3 separate regions of the Mus musculus genome follow, and all the other regions are linked to region 3. Evidence: chromatin contacts called from public Hi-C and promoter capture Hi-C data. All regions are on one chromosome and are shown on one strand. Each heading gives the region's core, a stretch centred on a gene start, on an enhancer-like site or on the middle of the called end of the contact. The rest is flanking DNA. Distances are from core to core; before and after follow the strand shown.

Region 1 (3,711 bases), core at 1,129-3,628, 7.0 Mb before region 3:
GGTCTGTGGTATATCTTTGGCTTTGAGCTCACTGACACCCACATACCTCTGCCTCCCAAGTGCTGGTATTAATGGCACAAGAAATGTGAGAATCGTAAATACTATCCTCTAAAGCCATATAGGAGACATGGTGAACCAAGCAGGAGTTAAATACTACTATACGACAGTTTCCTGGTCACTTACATATAATTATGTGCTAAACAGTGAACTGAATGGGTAAGTGCTCCCCATCTCTACTTGAAGCCTGAGTTATTCATTCACAGATACCGAACAGCTTTCGTGTAGGTAACCACCAATACAAGGTGCTATGAAATGTGGCTGCTTTTTAGTTTTAATTTTTTGTGCCTATATGCTGATGTGTGTGTACATGTGGGTATGCACACATGTGTCGTTGGACTGTCTTAGTTATCTTGAGTTGTGTTTTCACTATGTAGACTAAGCTGCCTTTAAGATCCACCTGAGTGAGATTAAAGGCATGGCCACCATCCCTGGTGCCACTTTAACTTTTGATACAACCTGGAGGTGGCCGACTTGGCTGGACTGGCTGGCCAGCAAACCCCAGGGGACCTCCTGTCTCAGCCTCTCCCTCTCTGGCACTAGGATGACTGGCACCCCAGCTTTATGTGAATACTAGGGATCCAAACTCTGATCTTGAGATAACCGGATGATTCAGTATAGCCACTGTTACCAACATCCATGTTTCTCTGTTCTGTTGTTTTAGTTTGGGGGTAGGCCCTCATGGAGCTCAGGCAGGTACTGAAATGGCTGTGTAGCTAAGGATGATACCTTTATCCCATGATCACCTGTTGAAGGGGTACTAGCATTTATTTGGATACAGGGTCTCCCATACCCCAGGCTGATCCTATCTCCACTTCCCAAGTACTGGAATTAGACATATGTGCCACCACTTCATTATGCAGTGTTGGAGATGAAACCCACCATGGGTTTTGCACGTTAGGCAATCACTTGGCCAACTGAGGTACAACCAACAGTCCACTGATATTTTATGGAGAAGTAAAAGCAGGTCTGTGGACAGCAACACTCAATGTTGCTTGGAGGACAGAATGAACTATATTCTCTAATACTGGGTGTATATTACAGGCTAGGAATTGACCAAATTTGGGCAGAGGAATGAGTATAGAGAAAAAGAAGTAAGAAACAGATGAGGCTGTAGCATACTTGATGCATGGATTTCATTGACACTAAATGAATCTACTAAAGGTTTCTAGGAGAGGCAGGACTTAACAGGTGTTTCCAATCTGGAAGAGACGAGTCCTGTATTTTACTGTTGAGTATAAGACAAGTGCTGGTGCTAGCACAGAGGCAGGGAACGCTACAAGACAACTCTTGTGCTGTTCATTGTGTCCATGAAGGTTAAGAGACAAGACTGGCACTAGCTTTTATGATAAAACTCTGTCGGATACTTTTACCTTGAAAGAATAGGGCGATTTAACCAGCAGACAGTTTTACTCCAGACAGTTTTATAGGAGTAAAGAAAACTCCTTGAAAAACACCAAGAAGTGAATAACTTCTAATTCAAAGCAATTCCGAACGTTGAAGCTGGGCTGGGGCGTATTTTAAACGTTATTAGAGAAGGGATGAGTGGAATAGGGTAGATACAAAGCCGACATCTCCAAACTGCAGTAGAGCAAACTACCCTTCTCCGTAAGAAAGACAGCTCCTGCCCTTCGGAGTGTAGCCGGGGATTTTGTTTGTTTTTTATGTATTTTTTTTTAAACAGGTGTTTGAATATATGCAAGTGAGTGTGAACTCTTAGTAGTCGGATTTCTGGAACTGGAGTTATCAGTTAACTGTAGACCACCCAACTGGGAATTGAACTGTCCTCTGAAACAGCAGGAAGCGCCCTTGACCTCCACGTATACCTATTTCTGCTTTTAATGTTTGCTTGCTTGCTACAACTCTCACGCTGAATTTTTCACGAATGCAAAAGCCGCGGAAATTTCTTCCGCCCCAATTTCCGTAAGGCTCTACGACGTGATCTTCCATAAGTCTCTTTTCGGTGTCATTGCACAAATGGAAACGATAATTGCACACCGGACCGCACTGGACGGTGTCAACACTAAGACAGCGTCCGTTAACTGCTGACGTTTCTCTGTAAGAACACAGCCCTATCCCGTAAAATGAAGGACCAGCCGCGACCACCGCTGAGCGTGGAAGCACCTAGGATTGAACCCACCGTTCCACGATCGGTGAGTCCGTACTAACCCGGACGTGCCATCCCACCGCCCAGTCCTCCATAGCCGTCACCACACACCTCGTTCCAGCCAACGACGTCACATCCGTCCCCGTCTCGGGTTCCAGGTCCTCTCTAGGCTGCGGCCTCGCTGGCCCGCCCGAAGCTTTGTGGTTGCTGGGCGGGGCCGTGACGTTCTTGCCCGGGCTGCAGGGGGAGGCCGCGGCGAGGAAGATGGCGGACGGGAAGGCGGGAGAGGAGAAGCCAGAGAAGCCGCAGCGAGCCGGAGCCGCCGGAGGTGAACACAACCCCAGCGTCGCGGGCTACGGGGGCTACTCCGGCCTTTCTTTGGGGTTCCCAGGGCGGGTTGGGGGGCTTTCCGGCATCGCAGGAGCCGGCGGAGCTGGCGCTCGCCCGGCCAGGGGCTGGGCCCTGATGAGTGCCGGGCACGCCCGGTGTGGCCCGCGGGGGAGATCGAGGTCCGCGTCGCCTAATCAGAGAGGCCGCCGGTTACCACCGGGCGGTGCGAAGGGAGGTGGGAGCTTGGCCCGGGAGTCCGAACAGCAGAGAGCTCAGGGCCCGCTGCGCACTCAGGCCGCCGCACGAGCGCCGAGCCGCCGCGGGCACTGGCCGCATGCCGGCTTTCCGAGGTCGCCGGCCTCTCGGTTACACGTAACGAGGGTTGATGCTCTCTTTTTCGCTGCGGAGGTGGAAGACCCCAGCCCACTCTCTGCTGTATTTTCAGACATAACATTTATAAACCCTGCGATGGCATAAGTCGAGGCGATGCAGGGGAGAGGGGAATCTGGCTCAAGCAGCAAACGCTTGAAATTAGGGTTTGATTCGCTTTCTTTCCGGTATCTTTCTTAGGCTGCCAGCAGCGGAGTCTATGTCAGATATTTCGTTGGCGTGGTAGGAAGGTGTGATCTTCCTGTAATTTGTCGCGAAATTAAACTCAGATTATAGCTATCTTTTCGTTCCTCCTACCCCCGTAATTTTTGATGGTGTACATAAAGGAAAAGAAATGCGTAGTCTCTTTTCCCCTACGCCCTTTTGTCGGAAGGATAATTAGCACATGCTTAGAATGTTTTAGCCTTTCACTGTTCTGGCTTTCTTCGGGCTTATCCTTGAAATACTTAAATGTGAGAACATATAGGTTCAGTATCGCATAAAGGCCAAAAGTAGGGTCTACCAAGTTTGTTAATTGCCGAACACCCCCGCCCCCACCCCACCCCCGGTTTGAGCTAGGAGCTCATTTAGCTCTGGCTTCCTGAGTACTGGAATTACAAGCCACGGCCACTTTCTCAGGTCTCTTCCTCATTTTGTTTTTTTTTAAAAATAAACTAGTAAAATAGCTAATGATTTTAGTTCTTACTTTAGACCTTCTATATGTTAAAAGTAGTTTGAGGAAAAACTATAGCCTAAAGTATCTTGGGGTGGCCTTGAACTTAAGGTCCTTTTGCCTTGACTGAGAACATCGTTTTAAGGTACTGCTAAAATGTACCTTAAACGTCTAA
Region 2 (3,577 bases), core at 501-3,000, 7.7 Mb before region 3:
GTACAGTTCCTATCTATCTGTATAGTTTCCCCAGTGGAACTTTGCTACATGCAGAGGTATGATCTTACAATTTGTTGGACTTTGGACTTTGTTTGCCATGAAACCATAATATTATAACTGAGACTTTCTGGACCTTGGTGATAATAAATGAAGATGAAACCCCCTACCCCCAACCACCCGGTACTCACTAGACAGCAATAGAGAAGGGATGTGTTCTAGACTGGGAGTTTAGATGACAGTTACAAGTCATGTGATTTGAGATAAGATCACAAGACATTATAAAGGAATAAGCAAGACAAGGAAAACTCTGAATTTCAGGCCACCACTAAAATTTGTGACTATGAAGGTAAGCTGAAATTATTAACAAAATAGTACCCCAGTTAAGTAGTGAATGAATATATTGTCCTGAAAGCAGACAAGCAACAGTACTAAAGTCCTTTCTGAGCACTGCTACAAAATCTACAACCTCTTCTTTCCAGATTATTCTGGTAATGAGATCTCTGTGTTTCTAGATGTAGATTTTTTTAATAAAAAGTATGCTCAAATTACATCTATAGGCATTGTATGGTTTTTGCACAGATACTATAGGGAACTGTATCCATGTCTAGGACATACGGTATTATAGAAAAGAACATAAAGGAACATAGCAAAAGAACAAATTATAAAGAAAGAAGTCTGTATGAGACCAGAGCACACATCTAAGCTTTCTTCCTGGACACACTTAATTTCTTCCAGCAACAAGTCCCTAAACCATGTGAATAGTCTGCCAGAAGTTACTTGTAAGACTTAGATTGTAGTGTTAGATTATACCACTCCACTTTGCTTTATTTATTTATTTTTCTTCTTCTTCTTGTTAAAGGAGATTACGGGACCCACTGGTTGCTGTGTACTAAGATTCCTGGCACCCAGATTGCAAGCAGATTGAAATGTGTTCAGCGTAAAATACATTTATTCAAACACTTTAGACACAAGGGATGGCTCTTAATAAAGAACAGTGGAAGCATTGTTGAATTCTAGTTGCTCAGACACTAGTCAGGGACCAATGTGTAAGCAGTCTTTTCAAGGGTGAGTCCAAGCCGTGTTTGCTCCTTTGTGACTGAGTCACCTCACTCAGGATGATAATTCTCAAGTTCCATCCATTTAAACACATCCAAAGCAAAAAGAAAACTGAATTTAGGCGAGTGTAGGGTATGGTCAAATCTCTATCCTATAAAAGCCTTCTTGAAGCCTCGGTTTTTACTATCCAAGTTTGTCTTTTGCACCGGTGGGTGTGCCCTCTAAACTCGGATCTTCCTAAATGTTTGGGTAGAGCTTAGCTGGGGAACTGACTCATCCTAGCACTCTTTCGGCAAAGCGTAGGCACTCAATCCTGAATGAATGAATGAATGAACGTGTAGAAAGAAGGCGGAAAAGGGGTTCGTTTTTTCCGAGATGTGACAGACTAGCGCGTAGTCACGACAGCCACAAAGCAACAAGACCCAAACCTTTCTGGACAGATGCCCCACTTCCCCCAGGCTCTCGTAGCAAACCCAGCCCTGCAGACTACGCCCCGCCCACCCAGCAGCCAGACTTAGGAAAGACTGGCTGCCCGGAAAACCGGAAGTGCTGGTAATTCCCTGCGCATGCGTGTCCGCCTCGGCTCGCACTTCCTACACTCGGTCATCCAGTGAGGAAGCCGGGCCGCTCACCCGACGCAGCGGGGTCTTCGCCCGCCCCGCCCCTCACCCACTGCGCATGCGTCCTGACTGGCTTGTGCGCCTGGAGGCGGGGCGCCAGGGCAGTTTTTTTTTTTCTCCCCTTCGCTCCCGCCCCTGCGCTTCCCACCTGCCACGTACGGGACCGTGGCTGTCGCTAGGCTCGTCGGGTGCGTGCGATTGGCCAGCTCTGCGCAGCCTGCAGCTCGGCGAGGCTCGGCGGACGGCGGCGGAGCGGACGGGGTTTGGAAGCCTCCTCTGCGACACCGAGTGAGCCCGCAGCGGCCGGGTCAGCTGAGGTGGACGGCCTCGGCAAGCGGGGTATGTCCGCCGGAGTGAGGCGCGCGTGGCGACTCAAGGAGGAGGTCGGGGGAACCGGGAGGGCCGCAGGGCTTCTGGAACCTCCCAGCGCCGGGTGGGAGGGTGGGGCTGGGGACCGTGGGAAGGGGCTGGGAGGGAGGGCGCAGGGCCCGGGTGAGGCGGACGAGCGGCCCGGCATGGGGGAGGGGCGGCTGGGAGGGAGGGAGGGAGGGGGAGGAGAGGGCGCCCGGCCCGGCCTGACCTGGAGGGCGTTTGGCCCCGCTGATACCCCAAGTCCTGTTCCCTCCGGCCCCAGAGAGTAGAGGGGAGCCTGGGGGTACCTCTTACGGAGGTCGAGAACCAGGGATCGAAGAAGCCTGGGGCGTTTGCTCGGTGCTTCACCCTCTAGAGCAACTTGGAAGGTGGAGGGTGAATCATGGAAGACATAGAAAGGGGGCTTGAGAAAGCCCAAAGCGTTTGTGCCTGATCCCCGGGAGTGGCTTGGACGTTGGAGCGTAGACCTGGAGTTAATCGGTAGATTGAGGACACAGAAAGGAGCCCCATTCGGTCGTACACTCCCGTGCTTAGTGTCCTCTTGGGGCCCTACCCAGTTTTACTGATTACAGTTGCCAACTTTTGTTAAGTTGCCGTCTCTGGGCACGGTAGGGAGAATTGTAGATAGGTAATCTCAAAGATTCTACCAAAGTAGCTTGTTAGGCTCCCTTCGCATGTGCAGAAAGTACGCCGCAGAGAAGAACTTGAGCTCACATAGCTACCAGTGAAAATGGTTACATTCTTGCCATATACACTGCGTGTCATACAGATTTTGAGACCCACTTACAGTTTTAGAATAATCAAGGTTCTTTAAAGAAAGAAAAGAAAAGAGAGAAAGAAAAAATAGAGAAGAAAAAGGAGCCAGTTGGTGGTGGTGCACTCAGGAGTCAGAGGCAGGTGGATTTCTGAGTTCGGGGCCAGCCTGGTCTACAGAACAGCCAAGGCTACCCAGAGAAATCCTGTCTTGGGGAGGCGGGGACAAGAAAAGAAAGAAGGGAAAAAGAAACTTGTTTAGAGGGTGGGCGTTTTAGAAGCTTCTGAAAGAGGGCCTCTTCTCAGGTTAAGCAACAGGTGCCTGAGGCTGAGGTATCCTAGTGCAGGGGCTATGTCCTTGGACACATCAGTGTATCCCAGTTACCAGGAATTTCTTGGATGAAGGTTAAGTTCCAGGTTGAGTCACTTCTGGACTTAGGAAGTAGTAAGACAGCAACGAGATGCATCAGAAAATGCATAGTGATCTTAACAGTAGTTCTAGGAACTCATTCATGTTAATCTCTACCTGCTTAGAGAAAGGCAGGACCAGAGTTGACAGCTGTGTGGACGAGGTTTTCTCTTGGGACAGGAAATAACGGTGGTGCCTGACATTGCTACACAAATGGACAACTTTTAGCTAAGACTGCAGGGAGGAAACTAGAAATGAAACTGGGCCACCCATGGTAGATGTTAAGGATATGTAATGTTAGCTTTTAGGTCCACTGGAGCTGAGTGCTTCCCAGTTCCATCAGAGGGCATATTAATTACCAAGTACA
Region 3 (3,483 bases), core at 77-2,576:
GAAAACAATCCAAATGTATTTTTGGATCCGTGGAACACTTACATAAATATCTACATAAATACTTACACATAAAAAAAGGAGTCCTGTTTATACATACAACCTGAATGAATTGCCCTGATTATCTTCGGTGAATGAAGCCACTCAATATTCAACAAAGAAAACAAAACAGACATAGAAAATAGGCACTTGTGATATCTATTCCAGTTGTCAACTAAGGCTACATCTGGAATGAACTAAATCCAGAAATGGAGGGCACATCTGCCCAGATCTTGAGGCTGGAAGACACAGGCTTCAGACATGGGGCGATGTGCTTTTGATCCAGATCTCGAGGCATAGTGGCCATGAAAAGCGTAGGCCCAGGCAAGGTAGTACATACCTTTAATCCCAGGGGAATGAGACAAGTCTCCTGAGTTCAAGGCCAGCTGGGATTGCAAGTTCCAAATCCAGGTGTGGTGATTCATACCTTTAATCTGGGCTCTACCTCCTACTGGAGGACTACATAAGGACAATGGAAGAGGGAATTCTCACTCTTCTTTGCCTGCTTACACTGACTTTCCAGTTGGAACCTACTTCTTCAGGATTCCCGCTTACACAGATGACCAGCGAAAACAACTAGTGTTGAGGGAGTGAGCAACTACTAGATTCCTGGACTTCCCAGTCACAGCTAGCTTCCCCACTTGTTGGGTTAGTAGGAGCGAAACTTTAAGTCCTTACAATAAATCCACTTAATATAAAGGGATACTCCATAAGTTCTGTGACTCTAGAGAACCCTGACTAATACAGCACCTTAAAAAAAGATCCGGAACACACACACACACACACACACACACACACAGTGCGCTCGCATACACCCCAAAGCCTCCTGGTTTGGGTCCGTACACACACACACACACACACACACACACACACACACACACACTGCGCTCGCATACACCCCAAAGCCTCCTGGTTTGGGTCCGTACACAATCCCCTCCTGGCACCCACTCGTTGCGCACACCCAGTCGCTGTCGCCAGTGCAAGGACAGCGAAGCAGCTGCAGGTCTGCCCAGGGCGAGACCTCCATCTTCCGGCCCCACAAGAAAACAGGAGGGGACCGAAGGAGGGGACACCCACTCGCACCCCGAACCTCCTTACCTCCAAGTGCCTCAGCAGCTGAGTGGCGTTCGCCTCCGACTTAACGGCCTTGTACTGACTGATGCTCAGGAGCAGGGACTTCAAGCAGGCGGTGGAATCCATGCCGACGAGCCGGCCTGTCAGCGACCACCGACACCAGCCACCCTCTGTCTTCAGCGGTCGCCGCGCATTTTTTGATTTTTTTTAAGCCCCACCCCTCTTGCGCCTGGCAGCTTCCTGTTCCGGTCGGACTCCGGAAGTCTGGGAGCAGCGGGTGGGACTGCAGTCGGTGATTGGCAGGGTGGGCCTGGGTTCCAGGCGCTGGGGTTGCGGGAAGGTGGCAGGGAGCCATCCCCTCCCACCCCCGCCGCAGTCCCCCTTTGGCGGAGAGGCCGCGAGGTTTCGGCTGGAGGTCCGCGAACACGCGGGAATCTCGCGAGACGAGCTCGTGCGGGCTCATTCTGTGGAGGGCTTCTGGGGCGAACGGGGGTCTCCGTGCCGCGCGGGCTCGGTCCCCGGGCCTTCCTCGGCCTGGGCGCGGCGGGCTCGGCTTTCCGTGCGTGCCTCAGCCTCTGCCCGAGACACGGCCGCTCCCCCCTAGTCTAGACACGGTGAGGAACTCGGAGCCGCCGAAGCTGGGGGTGGGGGCGTAGGTTTGGAGGCGGCGGGAGAGGGGCCTCAGGTTCTGCGGCCCTGGTCCCTGGTGGCCGCAGGCGACTCGCGCAGGCTAAGACCTGTGGCGGTCGGGGTTCCGTGATGAGGCAGCCGGAACTTTACGGTAGGATTTGTCAGAACCCCCCATAGAGAGAGAGCATCCCGGAGTCGCTCCCGGACGCGTTCTTGTCAGCTTTGATGTCTGTAGGCTGAGGGGCCTGTTCTTGTCTGGCGTGATTATTTTGCACATTTCTGTGGCGTCAAAAAAAAAAAAAAAAAAAAAAAAAAAGAAAGAAAGGCACCGTTGAGAATTTTATTATTATTATTATTTTAATCGGAGGTAATGATGTGCACGGATCTAATAACGAAGTGAGTCAGCAACTGGTTCAGGAGCTTAAGCTAGGTTGTGGGATCGAGTAAATGCCCATTTGACTAAGTTCTTCTGAAATTGTGGGAATTCAGGGAACGTTCCTTTTTGTTTTTTGTTTTTTTCTCGTTTGTATTGGTACCTTTTAAAGACGTCATTTATGTTCATATTAAAAGAAAATAAAAGTAAAGCTAACTGATGGCTGGAAAAAGATTGTGCCGTTGAGATAGTCACATGAGAGTTTGTAGCTAGTGCATTCATTCATGCATTCATTCATTCCATTTTAAACAAACATGTATAACGGGGCTAGGGATTGACTGTCACTCAGAACAAAGATGAGGACGTGGTGCCTGCGGAGAAGCAACCATCTAATAATAGTCCAAATAGGAAAGTACTGTTGGAATTCACTACATAAACGAGGAATGCGTCATCACTAAAACGAAGAGCAGCCAGTTTGCTGACAAGTATTTTTGCACCTTTCTCTTTGTGTCTCTGCATTTTACTGCTTTAGGCTTTTCATGAAGTGAAACCTAAGAGTAGACTATTTTACACGATAGTTTATTCAGTAAATTCTTATTGAGCTTCAGAAATAGTAGCCTTTATTACAAAGCCAAAGTGCTAGAAAGAAAAAAAAAAATGATCTCTTCCATTGACATAACAGGCATATCCCCAAAATGATGCTTTGATCACTGATGCGTGTGTGATGCTGATCCAGTTAGATCATACTAAACTGAAAGCTGAATGAATGATCTCTTCCTGTGACCTAGTGACATCTTACTTGCCACAGTGTCATAACTACACAGCAGCAGCATATGAAAGTATAGCACATACTGTTATGGATGGCACAAATAAACTACTAATGATTCATTTGTTTACTGATCCATACTTTTATCATTACCACTTGTATTCATAGTCAAAACACAAGCTTAATAGTATATGCCATGTAAAACCAGAAGTATCTTCATACAGCTGTTGTTTACCAAATCTCTTATCATATTTAGGCCATGCCTTATAAATGTGTATTGGTGGTCTTTTACCATGTTTGTGCAACAGTGAAATAACTCAGTGACACATATCTAGAATACCTATTAATTAATACCTATTAATAAGAGGTACATGACTATTCTGTTTCCTTTACCAACCATCAAGTTCTAAAATTTAGCTATCGTTATTGGTCAGTCCATAAAATTGTTATTGGTCAATCCATAAAATTCACCTTTCACTTTTGAAATGTACTTAAGACTTTTCTTTCCATTTTACAGAATTCATAACTGTGTTAAAAGTAGAGGTCTTGATAATTTGAATAGTTTCCCTCTGTCTTGCCTTGACCTTTTGTTTCACACAATTAA

What was found. Promoter capture Hi-C pulls out the DNA fragments that hold promoters and counts their contacts. A called contact is a pair of places that touch in the nucleus more often than the background predicts.
Region 1: a promoter capture Hi-C map of pre-B cells shows a contact between it and region 3. The contact joins the promoter of Pcnp here to the promoter of Cip2a in region 3. A contact is called at or near these places in 3 of 39 promoter capture datasets (cranial neural crest, frontonasal cranial neural crest and pre-B cells).
Region 2: a contact with region 3 is called in a Hi-C map of pre-B cells, with 13 times the contacts expected there. The contact joins the promoter of Tfg here to the promoter of Cip2a in region 3. A contact is called at or near these places in 1 of 39 promoter capture datasets (pre-B cells) and 2 of 484 Hi-C or Micro-C datasets (CD4 T cells and pre-B cells).

The regions. Positions count from the first base shown.
Region 1 is chr16:56,028,384-56,032,094 of GRCm38.p6, reverse strand. It overlaps Pcnp (PEST proteolytic signal containing nuclear protein), which reads left to right and starts at 2,378. Exons shown (of 5, transcript NM_001024622.2): 1 at 2,378-2,492. The coding sequence starts at 2,429.
Region 2 is chr16:56,715,623-56,719,199 of GRCm38.p6, reverse strand. It overlaps Tfg (Trk-fused gene), which reads left to right and starts at 1,750. Exons shown (of 8, transcript NM_019678.3): 1 at 1,750-2,015.
Region 3 is chr16:48,992,031-48,995,513 of GRCm38.p6, reverse strand. Cip2a (cell proliferation regulating inhibitor of protein phosphatase 2A) reads right to left here and starts at 1,326. Exons shown (of 21, transcript NM_172616.2): 1 at 1,135-1,326. The coding sequence starts at 1,236. It overlaps Dzip3 (DAZ interacting protein 3, zinc finger), which reads left to right and starts at 1,372. Exons shown (of 32, transcript NM_001110017.2): 1 at 1,372-1,724.